Linked DNA regions of Mus musculus: region 2 is linked to region 1. The links are chromatin contacts, called in public HiChIP or PLAC-seq maps. All regions are on one chromosome and are shown on one strand. The core of a region is the stretch at or near the end of the contact, and the rest is flanking DNA. Distances in the headings are between cores, read along the strand shown. Region 1 holds the start of Clpb (ClpB caseinolytic peptidase B). Region 2 overlaps Arap1 (ArfGAP with RhoGAP domain, ankyrin repeat and PH domain 1).

Region 1 (7,190 bases), core at 1,294-3,793:
CTCATTTTATATCCCTGGCTGTCCTGGAACTCAAGAGACCCACCTGCCTCGGCCTCCTGGGATTAAGGGTCATACCCAGCTCTTATGGATTGTTCTCATTCATATATTTAATTGGACCCAGATAAGCTCCAGCTGAAAAAAAAAGAGAATCATTCCTTATAGATACCTCTTATCTCTTCACTCCCCTTCCTTCTCAGAGGAGGGAGGAATGAGTGAGGCACCCTGGGCTCGCAAACTTTCCATGGTTTTCCATTACCAGAATTCCCTTTGGCTTCTAAAGAGACCCATTCCTCAGAACATTGCACTGAGGGACTCTGCTCAACACTTGTCTAGGCAAGTTGGCAAGACTGGAACCAGCCAGAGCTTTATGTCATCATCTCTTCTATTAGATGGACATCACTGAAATTGACATGCCATGAAGTCCAGTCTAGGGCTCCCAGTAACCTCTCAGGCCAGACTTCAGACACATTTATCCTCTTCTTCCAAACACACTGGCTGCTAGACAGTCTGTCCCTATGACCATGGCTCTTCACTGCTTACACAATTCCAAACGCCCCTGCCTGGCATGCAGGGCCATTTCATCTTCTCTCACCTTATTCCAAAGACCTTGTCTTCCAACCCTCACTGGCCAAACTGCTAGCCTGTCCACATGAGGCTAGCTGAAGTCTGGGAATGGAATCCAATCCAATCCAAGGACCACATGTGAATGTCTCCCTTCTCTGGGTCACACGCTGGTAGACAGATGCTTGGTATTAAGGAAATACTAACAGAGGTAAGATGGAGGTCCTGCCCTCGTGGGTTACACAGGCCCCCACCCTCTTTATGTTTCCTATGCTATCCTTCAGAAACCAAGCTCAAGCCCCACATCTTGCAAGGACTTCCAGTCCTCCAGGAAGGCTATCCTGACCCCAGTAGCTCTCTGATCCTCTGTAATACTCACTAGCCCTGCATGACCGGCTGCTGCACCCTCTCCCCTTAGCTGGCTAGGTTTTAAGTTGGGATTTTCTGAACACCTAGGTCCAAGCTAAGCACAGTGCCACCTTCATGTTTGCACAAGCGGAAACCATACAATTCCCGCATGCTTAAACTAGAAAGGCCCTACCTACTTCAACGCCCTCTTCAATAGAAAGGAAACGCAGGGCAGCAAAGAAGGATTAAGAGTCCAGATTTACAAAGACAGTACAAGATCCTCCGTGTCCTTGTTCCTCATCCAGAAGTCCTTTCTTTCCAAGCGGCCCCATCTTATTAAACAAACAAGGGAAGGTCAAGGCGGTCTCCAATCTTGTTCAACAATCTCAGAGTCTGGGGTGCATGGGACAGGCAGGCACTGACAACTGAAAACCTGAGAGGTTGGGCTCAGCCAGGCCACCCTTGCAGCTCCTGCTCAACTCTAAGCAACTGAGGTAAGAAGCCAATCTGAGTTAGCTACCTCCACCTCCTCCCTCCCTCCCCCACTGCTGTAAGTCTCCAGAGAGCAACTTTCAGCCAACTCCCTGTCCCCCAAGGCTTCACACACACACCCTCCACAGTATCCAGCTCATCTTAAACATGACACTAAGCAAAACTCTAAGCAACTAAACAGACTCTGAACTCCAGGAAAGGTCAAAATATTAGAGCACTGAGAGCTTGCCTTCATTAGACAGTGGGGAAACTAAGATTAGAGAGGAACATGGGGTCAGGCTAGCACCAGAACCAAGTGTCCTCCTTCCTTGGACCTATGTACGCAGAAAAACATGTAGAGGCGGTCCCTAAAGCTGTTGAGGCTTCCTGGAGACCTCTTGAAAGACTAATGGACAAGATATAATATTGGTACATAAAAGGACCGGGCTGTAATTAGTCAGTCCAATGTCCCCAATTATACTTGTATACAAACTGATCCCAAAGAGGGTGCTAGACCTACGATGGGAAATGATGTAACTTCAGTGAGTTTTCCATCTGCTGCTCCTGGCAGCAGAAGGTAACTGGGTTTCTTCAAGGTAAGGTTATGCGGGTTTAAATTTACAAATACCTTCAACCTTCCAAAGGAGTCATGACCCACCCACCCACCTCTCCCTTGAACCCAGTTTGACCCCATAATCACCCTTGTTGGATGGATTCTTGCTGTAGCACTGAACCACCAGCGCCATGGCCAAGGCCCACATGCCCAGACCCGTCTTGTTGGGGACCCCATTCCAGCTGTCTTGTCCCGGGAGTGTTTCTTCGGGGCTAGGACCGCGTTCCGACGAGGCGGCAGTCAGGTATGGGATCTCGGTGCGTTCTCCACGGCGCCCCCAGGTGGCTGCCCCCCGTCCGGGGACGAAGGTAGAAGATGCTCCAGGGCGCACCCAAGCGGCAGCTCTCAACCGCTGCGGCTCCCCGCGGTCTCCGGTGACAACGCCACGGCCGTAAGCACCTCCCCGGCTTTGGAGAGATGGAGATTTGATTAACCCTAGGAAGAGCCGAGGCGCTGGCGTGGTTCTCCTCAACACCGCGGACAACATCATGACACCTGCTTCTAAAACCCGCTGGTGCCGGCCCCTGTGCTAGCCACGATCAACATGGCTGCCGCGGCGCGTTCGAAGACGCCGCTTATAAGGTGGGACTGCGCACTACCTCACGGGAGTGGTAGTCCACAGCCCCAGATCTTTCTCTAGCTGGAGACTAAACAAACTACATTTCCCCGAGGGCTGTGGAATGACATCACAATGACCGCTGACAGCGGAGCTGGAAGAATGTTGGGAAATGCAGTTCGGGCAGAGGGGCGTGGCAAAAAGGAAAACTCTGGTGGGGCGTGGCAATTAGGATTCAAGATTCCAGAGCCCCGTATTTGTATTAACACAGAACTTTAAGCCCTGCCTTTGGAAGGTGGGAACCTGAAAGAACGGGAATTCAAGGTCTGGGTCAAAATCACATTCTTGGTCTAGGTCAGCCCCAACTGTGTAAGATATCAAATATCAAATCAAAATATCGAAAATCAAAATACAGGAATCCTAGAACAACTTCCCTAGTGTTTAAATAAAATTGCATTTTCGATGAAGACCTGTTAAGTAACTTGTACCCCTCCCCACTTTTATTCTGAGTTGCTATTGCTTTTCAAAAAGATGTTGAGTGTTGGGAAAGGTGGTGTGTGTCCTTAATCCCAGCATTCCAGGCAAAGGCAAGCAGATCTCTCTGAATTTGAGAAAGTCTAGTTTGCATAGTGAGTTTCAAGATAGTCAGGGTTATGAGCCAGAGAGACTCTGTCTCAAAAGACTTTAAGACTGTGTGTGTGTGTGTGTGTGTGTGTGTTTAAAGATGTGTGTGTGTGTGTGTGTGTGTGTGTGAGTGTGTGTGTGTGAGATCCTTAGGTTTGGCAGCAAGTGTCTTTTATAGTTGAGCCATCTTGTTTGTTACATAATAGTGAATCTATGAATTGTGTTTCAGTTGATTCCTTCTGTAGTTAGCTGACAATTAGCTACTCATATATCTGTGTCTGGCCCCTTGTGTCTCACAGAATTACAAAACTGGGTTTGGGATTGTCTGGGGTGTTGTTTTACCCTGGCTCAAAGCTGTACCTTCCATAGAGTTGCTCCTGATCTAGAGGATACAGAGAAAGCCTTGTAGGCGGAATGCTTCCTGCTCTTGCATTAGAGCCTCTTGAGCTAGATCGAGGGAACAGTTTGTCTGGGCTGCCAGGGCTTCTGACAGGCCCAGGTACTTTGCTGGTTGGTATCCAGTGGTGCCTAGCTGGCTTGTTTGAATTGTTAAAGCAGGTTTTGGGGCTTTCCATTAGCCTGTTGGCTGAGAATAGGTCTTAAGCCTTGGTTTGCATCTGTCCCACTCAAGTCTCATGCCTGCGTTTACCTGTACATGGAGCACTCTAGCTAACATCCATTTTCCTAAGAAAGGTCAGTACATGACACTTGCCCTATTCTTTGCTTTTTCCTTCTCCACTTCTGGAACTCTTCATAGGAAGTGGATTAGTCTGCATTAAAACTTGTGGGTGTTGGAGCTGGAGAAATGTCTCAGAGGTTAAGAGCACTGGCTGCTCTTCAAGAGGCCCCAGTTCAATTTCCAGCAACCACATGGTGGCTAACAACCATCTATAATGAGATCTGGTGCCCTCTACTGGCCTTCAGGCATACATGCAGGCAGAACACTGTACACATAATGCATAAATAAATCTAAAAAAATACTAAACCAGGCAATGGTGGCAGCACTTGGGAGGCAGAGTCAGGCAGATTTCTGATTTCGAGGCCAGTCTGGTCTCCAGAGTGAGTTCCAGGACAGCCAGGGATACACAGGGGAACCCTGTCTTGAAAAACAAAAGCAAAAACAAAAAAACACAAAACAAAACAAAAAAACCCAAACACACAAACAAACAAACTTAAAAAAAAAAAACCTTGCAGGTGTTTCTTTTCAATTTGCCACTTTGACATTACCTCTACTTCTATGGAATCTCTGACAGTATTTAGGAAGGATTTCTCATGCCCAGATCATGAAGCAATCACACACTCATGCATGACTTTACATTTTATTTCTGGTTATTGATCTCTTTTGAATTTACCCAATTGCACCAAGGACCCTCAGCAAAGCCTGTGTTGCTCTGGATGGAAATGCTATATTATTTAAACTCCTTTCATGATGTGGGTGTGTAGATGACCTTCTAGCCTCTTCCATATTTGGTTTCCTTTTGTAATAGTGTTACACTGTTAGGAATAGGTGGGCATTTGTACAAAAGATGAGGAAGTGTGTGTGTGTGTGTGTGTTATACATGTCTATATTTGCTCTGTGTGTATGGAGGAGCCCAAGGAGGCCAAAACAGGCTCTGGGATCTCCTGTAGCAGAGTTTCAGGAGGCTGTAAGCTACCATTTGGGTGCTGGGAACCAAATCATGCCTGGTCCTTTGTAAGAACAGAACATGTTCTTATACACTGAGTCATTTTTTTAGGCCCATTTATTTGTTTGTCTGTTTTTTTTTTTTGTTTTGTTTTTTTTTTGAGACAGGGTTTTTCTGTGTACCTTGGATGCCCTGGAATTCAATTTCTAGAACAGGCTGCTTGCTTCTTCCTACCAAGTATGGGATTAAAGACGTGTGCCGTCACGTGCACCCTTCAGCCCCTTGTTTTTAGTATTACATAGTAAGTTTGTTTGTTTGTGGTGCTGGGGATTAAACTCAGGACCTTGTGCACGCTGGGGAAACACTCTTCCATTGAGCTACATGGTCATCCCCCTTTAGAGTATTTTTAACCCCACACCTCTGCCATTGCTGATGGTTTCCAGGGCTCTCCTGACTCTTCCCATTTATGTTTTCATTTTTCATATGGACTTAGAATAAATGTACCTGTGTCCTGGAGGAGCAGAGAGCCCTCAGAGATTTCACTACTTTTCCGGTTGTCTAACTCGTCTCCCTAAGACATATTGACTTCTCCAACTTAGTTTTATGCTCTGTTCCCTGATGAATGAATTCTTGTTTTTCTTGGTCCCTTGCCTTGAGCTCGGCAGACCTGTGGTCTGTAATGGAGCCTCTTTCTTTCTTTCTTTCTTTCTTTCTTTCTTTCTTTCTTTCTTTCTTTCTTTCTTCCTTCCTTCCTTCCTTCCTTCCTTCCTTCCTTCCTTCCTTTCTTTCTTTCTTTCTTTCTTTCTTTCTTTCTTTCTTGTTAGTGTGTGTGTAGTCACCTTGGTAGGTCTCCCATGGGATCTTAAATGAGACGTGTGGTCACCTACTTTCATTCCTGTGCTTTGAATGCCAAACTGTGTACCACTATAGCACTGGCTCTTTCTGTTTGTCCCTACAGGTGAGGGGATCCTTCTTCTGTGTGTGGAGATGATGGTGGCATTTTTGCCCTTGGAAACTTTTGAAGTGTGCCCATGTGGAGCCTAGGGTTCAGGGAGCAGTCACACTTTTCCAATGGAATGAATCTGCAGAGGTTTCTTATATTTACTGGATTTATCTAAGTCATGGATCTTTTCACTTAGGGTTTCGAATGCTTGAGTCTGATCGACAGCAGTCACTTTCATATATTCTCTGTGTGCTCAGGAAGGGAGAAGCTATCATCTCTGTCTTCAGAGGTAGACTAGCTGTGGGGCTCCAGGACCACTGCAGGTGACCCTGCACTCGTGCCTGGGGTCCTCCTGAACCTGCCATTGGCTGGTTGGAGGACTGGGCACCTCCTGAGCTCGGGGGCTTGGCTCAGTAGCAGCTGTCCCTTCTGTGCATCACCTGCACCTCTGAGGCTCTGCCATGTGAAGAGTGAATGCAGTCGGCTATGCTTGACTCACTTAAGTCTGTCTTCTGCATCAGAAGATCACAATCTTTAATTTAAAAAAAAAAACTAACTTCCTAATTCAAAAGTTATGCACAATAAAAGGAGCCCATTCAGGTGTTTAGACAAGTTGAGGCCCTTTGGTGACACCCATCACAATCAGTAAGTGTTTGCATGAACCCGGAAGAAATCTATCCCCTTCCCAAGTGTTCTTCCATGTGCCAGCTAGCCAGAACTTCTGATGCTGTAGGTGAGTCCAGCCTGCTCGGCCTGCTCAAAGAGCTGAGTCTTAGAAGAGGCATATAGTGTGAATTCATCAGCCTGGATCCTGCCACCTGACAGAGCAGGGTCCCCAGGTCCAGCAGATGTCACAGGCGGCAGGATCCTGCTCCTTTTGTTGCCAAGCGGCAATGGTCTCTTGAGTCCTGTTCTGTCTGATGTAAACTCTTCTGAGCAGGTCTTGGCTTAGAACAATAGTCTCATTCTCTTGGAAAAGGTATGTGAGGGGAAAAAAAAACAAAAAACAAAAAACAACAACAACAAAAAACAACCAATCTGCGGGGATTGAAGCAGCATGGAAAGTTTCTCTTTAACTCTTGAAGAAGCCATTGGTTCTGGGCTTCTAATTGCAGCACTTAGGTAGTGGTGGCAGGCAGATCTTTGTGAGTTCAAAGCCAGCCTGTCTCAAAAATAAAATGAAAAAGAAGAAGAGGAGAAGGAGGAAGGAAGAGGAGGAGGAGGAGGAAGAGGAGGAGGAGGAAGAAGAGGAGGAGGAAGCCATTGTCATCATGGCTGCTGCTGCCAGCATTGAGTGTATGTTCTCTGTGTGTGGAGAGGGATGACTCAGAGGTTAAGAGCACTTGCTGCTCTCGCAGAGGCCGCAAGTTTGGTTCCCAGCACCTACATGTCTGCTCACAGCAGCCTGTAACTCTAGTTCCAGGGAATCTATACCCTCTTCTGACCTCC
Region 2 (7,190 bases), core at 1,244-3,743, 250 kb after region 1:
CCTGTAGGTCTGATGCCCAGAATGATGCCACTGTGAAAGGATGGCATGTACCCTTGGTGCCAGGGACAGGTCTCTGAGCAGGGACCTCATCACACCACCAGGGGCAAAGCCTTTGCTTTGACAAGGACATGGAAAGCCACCACGGTCTCTAGAACAGCTTTAGGGTGGGGCAACTTCTTCATCATTTCAGGAAGATGGCTCTGTCAGTCCAGATGAGGAGACGTGGCTCAGCTTCCTCTGAGGGGCAGGGCTGGTGACCTTAGGAGTGGGTAGTAATCTCCAGTTACCAGTGGGGGGATGAAGCACTGGGACAGATATCAAGTCAGAGGAAAGCCGAAGGCTACTACTGTGTCCTTCAACCCAGAATCCAGTGGCCCTGCTTCCTACCCAGTGCAAGGGGTACAGCTAAGCAGATGTGGCTCAGAGGAAGACTGAGGCAGATGAGGGAGGCCAACCTGGAGTACAGCTGGATCCTTGGGTGCCTCTACTAGACGCTGATATCAGGGAGTATAAGAGGTCAGGGCCAGAAGGTCCGACTCCTCATTACACTGGTGGGCAAACAGGCCAGGGGCATATCCAGGACCAAAGGATATAAAGAGTAGATAGAGCTGGACCACAGATCAGAGACTCCTGGTCATTGTGTCCCAAGTTATTTTCTCCTCTTCATACTCTCTGCCTCTCCTCTGGTAAGGACGGAGGCTCAGCAAAGGAGGCTGTGGATAGAGCTTTAGCACTTGGACCCCCTCCCCACAACAAGAATGCAGCATTTTACTAGGGTGGGTCAGAGCAGAGGCGATCCCTGAGTTCCTCTTCTAAGAAAGGTTTTGCTGTCCTCATCTCCCTCCAACCTGGCACACCAGGACCCCCCTTTCCCGGAGTCCCCCAGCCTCCCACTCAGTCCTGCTTTACCTCTTCTGTGCAACTCCCCACACCTGAGGAGGGAGGGAGGGGGCGTGACTCAGTGGGATAAAGGCAGCTGTTATATTTGAGTGATTACATAAGCCAGGAGGAAGGCAGCTGCAACGTGACTGCACAGAGGCCAGGAGACAAGTCAAGTCTGGGTTGCAAGGCGGGGGTCTCCTCCTGGACTCTGCACACTCTAATCTAGGGCAGAGACAAGTCTTTACAGGACCAGAAAGCAACCATTGTGCACAGGTTGCAAAGTCCTCCCTATGTCTAGGCACTTAAGGAAGGGTCTACCCCACCCCACCCCACCCCACCCCCCAAAACTAGCTCTCAGGTTTCTAGACAACCTAAGGCCAGATTCTGATGAAGCTGTAGAACCTGCCAGGGACTCCTCTTCAGCAAGGAAGACACAAATGAGAAAAGGGTACCTGCCAGGACGGGTTGTCCCAAGCCTATCTGTCCTTGGTAGGCCACTCTCTGGCCACCCTGGGTCTCCCAAGGGTGAAGTGAGAGAACACACGAAGCCTTGGCACAGCAGGTATTCCATATCCTCACTGGCAAGGCAAAGGGCTAGTTGGGGGTTTCACAGGGAGTCCAAACTCACATTGAGCTGACTTCTCTGCCCTGAGTAAACTGACATGGGTGGCCAACTATGAAGTCTGTGGGGCCCTAGGCAAGCCCCTGAGCTCTGTTGGTGTTTGCAGTATCTTTCCTGCAGTGTCCAGGGAGCATCAGAGCCTTCGTTCGAGTCCTGCAGCCCACAGTGCAGTGAGTCAAGGAGGGGTAGGACTAGAACAGGTTGCAGGCAGATGCGGTGACCAGCACTGGGCACCAGCACAAGGCCCACAGCCATCAGGCCCATGGGGTTCCTCCTACGCACCCCCCCAAACCCCGGAGGAGGAAGGCTGTGCCCACCCAGACTGTGTTGCCATGACGCTCACTGGTCTCCATGGTTCCAGGCACACAGCCCTCCCCTCATCAAGAGGAGGGCTGAAGGTGACAGGAGCTGAGGAGATGTGGGTTCCTGGCACCCCCTCCTAGTCTATCTCTCTGCCTGGATCCTTGGGGTTCCTCGACTTGAACCTCCGGGAGACAAAGCAGAGAAGAATGACAGTTTCCACTTCAGAGTCAAAAGAGTGACAAAGAGGGGACTTATGCATAGAAGACAGTCAAGATTGCAGGGGAGTGGCAGAGGGGGGAGGGAGGGCGGAATGGCAAGAGGGAGGGCACACTCAAGTCACCAGGCAGAGTGCCTCCCAGCTGATAAGGAGTGGGAGGTACAGTCCTCAGGCCCAGCTCTTTGGTCTGTGGGTGGGGGTGGGCGGACAGAACAGAGGAGGAGGAGGTGGGGGAGGGGCAGCAGCAGGAGGGAGAACAATTTTCCTAGAGAGCTCTTTGTGTGTGGATGTCCCTCCTCCACGTGCTCTGTGTGTGTGTGTGTGTGTGTGTGTGTGTGATGCACTTGAGTTATGGCAGTGCAAGCTGAGGTGTGCAGGCACGTGTGTGCAGAGCATGAGTGTGTGCCTGTGGCCTGTGTCACTGTGTCTCCAGGGTGATAAATACAGCAGTAGGAGCTGTAACCAGGGCAGAGGAAGTGTGGAAATTTCCACAGGCTGAAAGTAGCATAGAGGAGGGCACATGCCAGGGCCAGTGAGCTCTTCAAGGAGCCATCCCCCTGGTTGGTTAGCTGGGTACAAATCCTCCCCATGTTTTCATAGAACATGGACACTGGGAACAAGAATCCAAAGGCATTCCCTGACAGGAGAGGCAGGGAGATTCTGACCAGCTCTGTGTGGGTGTGGGTGCGCACGTGCATGCATGTGTGTCAGTGAGACAGAAACAGTCACACAGTCTGAGAGTAGGATCTGGGTCATTCAGGTCACTAAGTACTTAAGTAGTAGAAAAGATGCTGTTTTCTGGTAGGGACAAGATCCTAAAGGGCCCATTAGACAGGGATGTAGTCGTGTCTCCTAGGTAGCCAGTAGAGCTAAGACCTGACAGCTAGGGTGTGGAGGGGAGGCCTTAGGGTGTCTGGTGCTGAGGGTGTGAGGCCCTGGGGTTGCATGGGTGTTAAGATCCAGCTACAACAGGTCCTTACTTCAGGCCATCTACATTTGTCTGTCTCTCTTCAGCATCCCCTACCCTCCAGGCTTCAGGACATGAGCCCTTCATGAATCCCTCTGAGCAGCATCCTCTCTCCTCAAGGGTTTCCTCCTCCCCCACACCACTTACTCATCTGCCCCACGTGTGCGGCAAAAGCTCTGCACACAGCAGGTATTCAACAAGTGCTTGGTGAGTGAGGGCTGAACACAGGAAGTAGTCACTAAGTGCTGGCTGAACCTCTCAAGCTCTTCTCCTGTATGTCACAAAGATGTCACTGCGGATATATCTAGGAAGACTAGCAAGGGGCACGGCTGGCACTTCACACTTACCTGCGCCTGCTCATTCAGTGTTCCCAGGAGGCTATCGGGATGCAGCTTAGCTCCAAAGGACAGAGAGCACACAGACGATCAGAGATCTAAGTAACTGTCAAAGCCACGTGGACTATAAAGGATATCTGCCTACCCATCTATGCTTTCCAAAACAGAACTGTGGGCAGGCAGCAATAAGAGCCAGGGGGTAGGAAAGAGGTTCCATGCCCCCTCCAGCCCCAGGGTTAGTACGGAGGTAGCAGGGTCCAGCTTTACCCCCACCTGTCTCACTACAGCCTGTGTACCCAGAGCTCCCTGGAGCCAAGGGTTCCTGGGTCCTCACTGCTGGATATCATGCAGAGTGGGAGGGTTGAAATGAAGGAGCCAGAAGAGAGAAAGGCAGATACCCCAGCCCTCTTCTGCCCCATATCCTACCCTGCCCACTTTTCCCCAACACTCCACCAGCAATGCTCGGTGCCCAGGCTGTGCCCTACTACAGCCTTTTCTCTCAGAGTTCCCTCCCTATTCTCCTCCCCAACATCCAATCCCACCCCCAACCACACTCCTCCAGGAAGTCCTTCCTCCTTCAGGCTCCCACCCCTAACTCTGGGCTCCTCCCATCCCAAGCAACCTAAAGTACCAAGTGCATCCCTCCCTTCTGGCACTGGCTCCAGTATTAGGAATCCTTGAGACAACAGAACCTTCTGCTCTGCCCCCCCCCCCCAACACTGTAGTCACAGGTATTTTTCACGAAGGTTGAGTCTCAATCCTGCAGGGATGTGACCTCACGCCAAGGGAAAGCACTCTACAGTGTCACATAGTGCTGGCTACGGGGAGCGCTCACAAAAGGGGAGAACAGGCTAAGAGCAGGAGGAAAGCTGAGGAGACTCTAATGTCAGGCAGGGAAAGCTGAGAGCAGAGGCTCAGGCTTAGGTTTGCATTCTGTAGGCATTGGGCGAAGGGCTCCTCTCATGTCCTAGAGCCCAGGAGATCAAAGCAAAGCACCTCTACTGTGCTGTCTTACAACACATCACTAGTTGCTGGCCAGAGGCAGGGCTGAGTGGTCCAGCTGGCAGAAGAACAAAGCCAGATCCAGGAATATCACTGGGAGGGGAAGGAGAGGAGGGAGGGAGGAAGTGTTGCAGGTGTAGGGAGGGTTAGGAGGTGTTACACAGACCCTGCTCAAAATTTGCAACTATGAGTGGTCCATGACTGCCCCCTAGTGGCCAAATGCAGCTCCCCTCTGGCTAATCCCTAAACCAGAGTAATGACAGTGCCAGACCAGCAGAGGGCACCTCTAGTTGTACCCTCTTCCTTGGTCTCTGGGGTTGGTGGACAGTAGATCAAGTTCAGGGAGGAAGCAGCTCTTGGGCACATAAGCCCTCTAGCCATGTCCTGCCTGGAGGACATGATAATTTGGCTTGGAGCAGCTCCCTGAAGATAGGACAAAGGGATGGGGACCGTAGCTTGTGCAACAGGTTAGTAGAGCTCAAGGATCGTGTGCTGTCTCCTGGCAAACACCCAGGACACATGTCCAGGTGTACATCCAGGTCCCCACTGGGGCCACCTACTTGGTAAGCCAGGACTGAGGTGCCAGGCCTATGGCTAGGACCTGTGGCATCAAGAACTGACAGGAAGGCACAGCCGGGGTTCAGAGCTTTATAGGTGATGGGGGGGTCACAGATGGCACAGGTACCCCAGTCTTATCCAGCTCTGCTCTGCCCCTTTCGAGGCTAAGGACAGGACACCAGCAAGTCTGCTCACTAAGCCTTTGAGATAGGGTGGCAATGAGACTCCAGAGAAGGCAGAAGCTTAGCACTTTCCCAGAAGTCTCCAGTCTGTCTTTGAGTAGCTGGTGACCTCTGTAGGTCAGCACTTCCCTCTGAAGGCGATGCCCTGTGATGTGAGAGGCAGACTCCACTCTGGAAGCACACGCATAGTGCCCAGGGTAAAGCCCCCTTCACAGTCCTCCAAAGCTTGTGGTATGCACTGTGGCCTCGTGTCTCCAGCACGAGGCTCTGAGTAGCTGTGCCGGGGTCACTAACACAGATCTAGGCCCCAGCTCAGATGGTTGCAGGGACCGGGACTCAGACTAGCTGGGGTCTGCCTTGTCCTGAATCAGAAATTCCATAGCCTGGCTGTACAGTGGCACAGTAGGTACAGGGCCAGGCCAGGCCTCTGCCAGGACAGTGGAGGGTAAATAGCTCAGTAAACATGCAGAGGGTAGACTCAGGCTCCTGGCTTCAAAGCCCCAGCATTCACCTCTGGGCTTCACAGCCAACTGTACCCTTAGCCTAGGACACCAGTGCCCACAAACCATCACAGGCCTCAGCACCATAGGGTAAAATATACAGATATATTTATATTATCAAAAAGTATCCAAAGTGGGGAAGGGATAGCAGACAGCCACAGCCTGGGCCTCCCTGCCAGCACACACCAGAAGAGGGCTGATGTCCCCAAGTCCAGAAATCACCCTGCAGAAGCTTCCCACGAGCTCCCTTGTAGACCCCCGGGAGTACGTTCAGAGTGTCACCCTTTCCATTTGGGAGCCTGTGGGAAGGGGGTGGGCTCCCTCCCAGCGGGGCCCCAAACCCTTCTCCTGCACAGCTCCTGATTTCTGTCCATCTTTCCAATTCCACGGATTCAAAGAGCATGACCCTAGGTAAGCAAGCCAGGTCAAGAGCATTGCTTGCCTGCAGGAAAAGGAAGGGTCCCTCCTGGGAAATCCCCATTGCCAGCCCATTCCTGCCCAGCCAAGAAGCCTGTGCTGCAGTCAGGATATGGGATGTGGGTATGGCTTCCCCGTGTGTTCTGTTGGCTCACACCAAACACGCAGAGCACGAGGGCGTCTGAACAGGAAAGCTTCCTGGTGGCAGTGATGGTGTCCCAGAGTCAGAACGACTCCTGTGCTCAGACATGGCGGAGAAGCTGTAGGGAGCACAGAAGCCCAGATCCTATAAGTGCTTTGTGAAAGTAAAAAGGAGCAGCCAGCAATGGAGTAGATGCCGAAATATCAGCAGCTGGGGTTTCCAAGGCTAGACAAAAGGGGCCCCAGAAACCTAGGGAAGAGACTAGATGGGCTGTCAGAGAAATCAGTTAAGTGCAGGCAGGCATCCAGCCAGGTCCCACCCAGCCTTGCCCACATGAACCAGAGACACTTACGGAAAGGGGGTCAGCAGTGAAGGCTGCCACACTCCGGCGCATTTCATTTTCACTGCCTCGTAGAGGGATCAGCGATACACTGCCCATCCGGACCTCAGGCACTGCCCGGGACACTCGAGATGGCTCGGAGGGCCACACCAGGCCATCGTGCTAGAGAACAACCAGGAAAGGAGTGCTAGGGTCTGGGCCACAACTCAGCTTGCAGCATCAAGTTCCACCCACCCCTTCTCAGAAAAGCCTTCAGCTAGGATCTGAGCTAACGCCTTCAGCTTTGATCGAGGCTGATATGAGAAGCAGCTGTTCACAGATGACCCTAGCCCAGCACAACCCAGCCAACTAGATTACTCAAGATCCACAAACCTCCCCTAAGAACTCAGCATCAAGAAAACGAAAGGCATTGTGCCTCCTCTTCCCAGCAACCAAGAACTACAGAATCCACCGTTTTCATCTCGTCCTTGACCACCAGGAAGCTCGGCATTAGAAGGATGTAACAGCAGCAGGAACAGAGCCCAGAGCCCTGGTAGTTTTGAATTCCTTCTCCCTACACAGTTCTGAATTCTGCTGAACATCTGTTCTAACTCATGTGTTTCATGTCTAACCAGTCTCTGGCGTGACTTCTCCGTGGGTGTGGCCCTTCAGGCTCTGTTCCCTGTACACTGGTGCTGAGGGAGCTGAGAGACCCCCTTCAGGCTCAATCCTACACGCTGCTTG

What was found. HiChIP or PLAC-seq counts read pairs in DNA pulled down with a chosen protein or histone mark.
Region 2: an H3K4me3 HiChIP or PLAC-seq map of forebrain shows a contact between it and region 1, with 2.6 times the contacts expected there. The contact joins the enhancer-like site here to the promoter of Clpb in region 1. A contact is called at or near these places in 2 of 39 promoter capture datasets (the C10 cell line and trophoblast stem cells), 2 of 15 datasets of contacts at CTCF or cohesin (embryonic stem cells and large pre-B cells), 7 of 484 Hi-C or Micro-C datasets (the G1E-ER4 cell line, cerebral cortex, cortical neurons and 1 more), 8 of 115 datasets of contacts at active chromatin or transcription factors (bone marrow-derived macrophages, embryonic stem cells, forebrain and 2 more) and 1 of 9 other capture datasets (liver).

What each region holds. Positions count from the first base shown.
Region 1 is chr7:101,659,104-101,666,293 of GRCm38.p6, reverse strand. It overlaps Clpb (ClpB caseinolytic peptidase B), which reads right to left and starts at 2,543. Exons shown (of 16, transcript NM_009191.4): 1 at 2,081-2,543. The coding sequence starts at 2,483.
Region 2 is chr7:101,410,359-101,417,548 of GRCm38.p6, reverse strand. It overlaps Arap1 (ArfGAP with RhoGAP domain, ankyrin repeat and PH domain 1), which reads right to left. Exons shown (of 34, transcript NM_001040111.1): 33 at 6,480-6,629; 34 at 4,963-6,245. The coding sequence ends at 6,228. Among named protein-coding and RNA genes, the nearest start is that of Pde2a, 37 kb to the left of the region's middle. Within about 2 kb of position 2,493, at least 52 of the 459 cell types and tissues checked have an H3K27ac peak or open chromatin away from gene starts, as enhancers often do. A contact at or near this core is called in the G1E-ER4 cell line, cerebral cortex, cortical neurons and 1 more, where this site is marked.